Linked DNA regions of Danio rerio: region 1 is linked to region 2. A link is a contact called in public Hi-C data. All regions are on one chromosome and are shown on one strand. Each heading gives the region's core, a stretch centred on a gene start, on an enhancer-like site or on the middle of the called end of the contact. The rest is flanking DNA. Distances are from core to core; before and after follow the strand shown. Region 1 holds the start of btbd11b (BTB (POZ) domain containing 11b). Region 2 holds the start of trabd (TraB domain containing).

Evidence for each region. Hi-C and Micro-C count contacts between places; a contact is called where the count stands out from the background.
Region 1: a contact with region 2 is called in a Hi-C map of hematopoietic stem cells, with 2.9 times the contacts expected there. The contact joins the promoter of btbd11b here to the promoter of trabd in region 2. A contact is called at or near these places in 2 of 18 Hi-C or Micro-C datasets (caudal fin and hematopoietic stem cells) and 2 of 4 datasets of contacts at active chromatin or transcription factors (caudal fin and embryo).

What each region holds. Positions count from the first base shown.
Region 1 is chr18:16,453,499-16,456,259 of GRCz12tu, reverse strand. btbd11b (BTB (POZ) domain containing 11b) reads left to right here and starts at 1,316. Exons shown (of 17, transcript NM_001424048.1): 1 at 1,316-2,643. The coding sequence starts at 1,779.
Region 2 is chr18:16,252,893-16,255,697 of GRCz12tu, reverse strand. It overlaps trabd (TraB domain containing), which reads left to right and starts at 1,281. Exons shown (of 10, transcript NM_212623.1): 1 at 1,281-1,391; 2 at 2,047-2,096; 3 at 2,754-2,805. The coding sequence starts at 2,073.

The DNA of each region.
Region 1 (2,761 bases), core at 67-2,566, 200 kb before region 2:
GGTAATCCTATGATGGAAGTCAGTGGTTAAATGTTTTCAACTATCTTCAGAGTATCTTCTTTTGTGTTTAGCTGATGAAAGAAACTTTTAAAGGTTTGAATCCATTTGAGGGGCAGTAAATAGTGAGAATAATATTATTTTTTGGATTAAGTATCACTATCAACAACTATTAATTCCCAGTATTGGGTTGCAGCTGGAAGGGCATCTGCTGTGTATAATATATGCTGGATAAGTTGGCGGTTCATTCCCCTGTTGCGACCCTTGATGAACAAAGGCTCTAAGCTGAAGGAAAATATATAAATATATCACTTTAAAACTGAGTTGGAAACATATAAACACTTAGGTATTTTTCAGATGGAAAAGGATGAACAGTTTTGCTTTCTATTGTAAGTCATGATGTAAATTTGAGTTAGCCTTTTAGTGCACATTTTTACTTTATATATCAAATACCTACTGTGTTAGACAGAGCTGCTAGAAAATAAGAGGCACTTGATGCGTCACTTTTACATTTAATCTCACACTGAAAAACATATGACCTTTACAGACTGTGGGAGTGAAGTTCACAAGAACCGTCCATTCAAGATGACTGATATATTATGCATACTCTTCATTATTAATGAGCGGGAATCTTGTTACACTGAGCCCCATCTGAAAGGGAGAAAAGGGAAGAAGACAGGTGTTCATTTGATCCCTTGCTTTTTGTCCTCAAACATGCAGCCCTGCTTGGTCCACTGGATCGGAGCAGTTTCATGCATGCTGACTACTAGTTGTAAAAAGTCTATCTATTTGTTTTGGCCATTTAAGACCACTAGATCTACAGCTCTGTTTTCACTCCCGAGACCAATTACAGTTCATATCCTGGTGGAATTCTGATCGAGACAAAAATGTTATGAACGATTGTTATTTGGAGAGATGATCTATCTATCTATCTATCTATCTATCTATCTATCTATCTATCTATCTATCTATCTATCTATCTATCTATCTATCTATCTATCTATCTATCTATCTATCTATCTATCTATCTATCTATCTATTCACACTCATAGTTTTTCTACTGATACTATTGTCACTATTTTTGCTGCTTGTTTAAACCACTTATTTAAATTGAGCGGAATCAACACAATTATTGCTTTTCTGGCACAACTTAATTGTTTTACGTTTAATCCACTCAAATTTGTAAAATTGTAAAAGATCTATCTATCTATCTATCTATCTATCTATCTATCTATCTATCTATCTATCTATCTATCTATCTATCTATCTATCTATCTATCTATCTATCTATCTATCTATCTATCTATCTATCTATCTATCTATCTATCTATCTATCTATCTATCTATCTATCTATCTATATTGTTTAGATGTACTTTATATAGCTAGAGTGGGTGTCCAACTGACTGTTTCCGTAACCTTTTCAGAGGGGATCTCCAGATGACCTCAGAAACATCATGCAGGACCGTGCAAATTCAAAAGCAACTGTAGGCAGCAATAGTCCCGTCAGCGTACTGGATGCAGTACTGTACGTGGCTCCTCCTCCAACTGATGCCTCTCAGCCTTCAAACACACTAGTGCGTGTGTGAGTCATAACAACAGCGCTGCTCCTTCAAAGTTGGGGGCGCATTTTCAACAGTGAACGCAACAATTTGAGAACTCGCCTGCGCCTTTCCAACAACACAGTGGAGTGGACAGAAGACAGCGTTCGAGTAGTGGTGCCTGTTTGCAGAGGAACGTTTCCCCTCGCTTTTCAGCCTTGTGGACAATATGAAGTGCAGTTATGGCAAAAAGGGGTAAATCCGTGGTGAGGACCCTGGAGGATTTGACGCTGGATTCGGGTTACGGTGGAGCCGCGGACTCCTTCAGGTCATCCAGCTTGTCTCTGTGCTGCTCCGAGGCGCACATCTCCTATGCGCATGGAGGGCACTGCTGGAATCTGACCGACTCCATGCGCAGTCGACACAACAGCCTAGACACCGTCAACACCGTCCTGGCTGAAGACGGCGAGACCCTGGAGTGTTCCGGACACTGTGCTAAACTTCCCGAGCTTGAGGATGTGCCCTGGAGCCTCGGGGAGGTGGAGAACGCGCTCAACAAGGAGGAAGAGTTGCGGTTCGGCACCGTTTCCGCGGACCTGCTCGCGCGTCTCTCCGCGCTCGTGAGCCGCGCGCTGGTCCGGATCGCCCGGGAAGCGCAGCGACTTAGTTTGCGCTACGGGAAATGCACCAAATACGAAGTCCAAAGTGCCATCAAGATGATTCTATCGTGGACCATCTCGGTCAACTGCATCGCCGCTTCACTCAGCGCGCTGTCCATGTACAACATGAGCACCGAGGATAAATTCAGCCGGGGGAAATCGGAGAGATGCGGCTTGGTCTTCTCTGTGGGGAAGTTCTTCAGGTGGATGGTGGACAGCAGGGTCGCGGTGCGCGTCCACGAGCACGCGGCTATATACCTGACCGGCTGCATGGAGAGCCTCTTCCGCGAGGTCTTCACTCGGGTGTTGAATAGCTCGGTGGTGGAGAAGGATAACGGGATCCCCAAATTTACACTGGAATCCTTTGAGCAGGCTCTGAGCAATGATTCAGAGTTGTACGGCCTCCTTTTGCCCTATCAGCATCTCACGTGTGGGAAAAATGCCAATGGTAAGTTCAGCAATCAAAAAATGATCAGATTATTATAATAATTATTATTTAAAATAATAATAATAATAATAACAATTATTATTATTATTATTATTATTATTATTATTATTATTATTAT
Region 2 (2,805 bases), core at 32-2,531:
TCTTTCTTTATAAGATATTACCTGAGTCCTGTGTTTTTGACTAGTCTGTGGACTAAATTGCTATATTATTAAATATTGTCCCACTTTGACATCTTCAGGCAGACATCTTTCCTTATTAACTACATGATGTTTAAACAGCTAGTGAGGTATTGGTATCGCCGTGATGTTATGCATAGTTTCCTTGCATACTCCAAGCACTGACCACCTTCTTTAATGTTAATCTGAAAAACAAAAAAAAAAACAGCATATGCTGGTTTTAATGCTGGTCTTGCTGGTTTCAATGCTCATTTTGTTGGTCTTGATGCTGGTCTTGCTGGTTTCAGTGCTGGTCTCAATGATGGTCTTGCTGGTCCTGATTAGCAGGGCCATCATTGAGTACAGCAAGACCAGCATAACAGAATTAAAACATACCTTACCAGCATATGCTGTTTTTCAGCAGGTTTTTCTGGTCTGATCTCAAGCATATTCAAATAACTGAGAAAGCACCAATCAAAGGCAGAATCTTAATGATTTCATCATGCAGCCTTACAAAATATTTTACAGTATTTTCAAACTACAAAAATACAAGACACTAAAGTATTTTAGTACAAAATATTAAGCTATTTTCATCAACCCTATCAAATTCAAATTCCAAAATACTATTTCATTTGACTATTTCTATTATATTTTGTATTTGAAATACATATTTGAAATAAATGAACCATAAATACTACCTATCCCTGATGATACATATAGAAATTACGACACACAATGACCACATTAAATTGATCTTCATTTACTATTAACACAACAAAATGATGCTTCAGACATGACAGTGATACATCTATACAATGGTGCACTTAAAAAAATTAGAGAAGATTTTGCTGCAAAATAAAGATCACTGGGGCCATATTTCGGCATATAACCCTATATTTCTTCATAATTAATATATAAAAATTTATTAGAGCTTGTACCAAACAAAAGAAAAAGTGTCTATGGACTACATTACCCAGCAACCGCTGCAATGGGCGGCGCTACATCTTTACTTCATACCACAAGCAGATGACTAGCTCTAACTTTAATCATTTCAGTTTTGCCGAAGCTAGCATACAAACCACAGACAGGGGGGTTGATTTAATAATATTTACATGTCTCTAATGTTAAAATGTAATATTATAATCGCAACAGTGAGTGAACTACATAACTTATTCTCGGGCAGTCCAGTAAACTTTTGAAGGGGCTTAGCTAATATTAGCATAGCATCAGCTAACAGCTGCGTGGATGTGTGCGCATTCAACGTTAGCCTGTAGCCTAGCTACCTGGTCAGGAATCATCAATTTCTACAACTGACAGTCCAGTCGGACCCGTTACTTTCCGTGGAAAGAGTGGACAAGCTCTCTATCAAGTCAAATGTAAGAGTTATGTTTTATATTCGTTGCTTTTCGGAGTGATGTCTGAGATTGCAGCCAGTCCCATCAGATTTGCGGTTTAGTTTCACCTTCTTGTCAGTAGTGTCAGTTGGTTTACAGTTTAACTTTGAAATACTATCATTTTAAATGTGTCTTTTTCAAAATAAATGTTTATGAAATCATTTCGGAAGCTTAAAAAGAAAAGAGTTTGATGTGCCAACCAGGTGGTCTGATGACAGTAGGTTGCCAGCTTTTAATGTCTTACTTTTGTAGGATTAGATCTGCTTCTCGGCCAACATAAAACCCGCTTTGTTCAGCAACTTCAAGCAAATGACCATCACATCCAAATCCTCAGCACAACTCCAAATGACCCTGATGTTTTGGAAATACAGTAGTTTGAAAAGTGTACGTGGACTAGTTGGACAAAGCAAGATGGCAGGCTGATTATGAAGTCTGATGACTCACTTAACTGAACCTACCCAAGTACACCAGTCAGAAAAGTTTGAAATCCTTTAATTGGACTGTGTCTGGTTTTCCTAACTGTGTTCCATATTTTCAAAACAAGCCAGTACACAGTCAACAGTCGCAGAGGTGTTCAATTCCATTTTGTGGAGTCATATGTGTGTTTTTATGCATCTGATGTAATATTTTATTTCAGGTTAAGGTTTTAGTGAACAGCGGACAATGGAACAGGACAACAACTCTGAGGTAAGAAAGACAGAGGGATCTTGATGCTTTGTTTGGCCTGCATGGTATGGTTGGAAATTTGTGAACTGATCTTATAATATTGTTAAACTCTGGTCCACTAATATTTAATCTAAAGAGCATTGTAACTATGTAAAACAGATAATGTTTCATGAAAGGGATTCTGTTTCTTTGTTGTTTTATTTACTTTAATTATTATTCAAAAATGAATATTCTGTGAAGTTTTAGACACCCTCCACTTGGTACAAACTTATCTTTGAACACATAAGAAAATATATTAACGGATGTCGGTAACTGATAGCAATTGACATCCAGAGCAGAAAAAATACTATAAAAGTTATTGTCCACCTAAAAGCATAAAGTTTTTCTTTTTAACGTACGTATAGCCTCTTTATTGCCTGCTTGTGGGTACTAAGAGTACTGGACAATGTTTTTGTTTATTTAGCTGGGCATTTCCCACATGAGAAAAAAATGCACAGCGTACTTGAGCTATTTGTTTTACTCGCACTTCAAAATATGATATATCATTCACTTAACCTTGAAAACAAAACTGCTCCATTTGAGTGTCCAAATGAATGCCAAGCTTGTACACACTGGTTTTGTGTACATGGCAAGATTTGAAGAGATTTGTAGGTTATTAAAAATTGTTTTTGTTTGTAGGATGACTCAGTTGGCCCAGCAGAAGATGACACACAACCTCCATTTCCTCTCG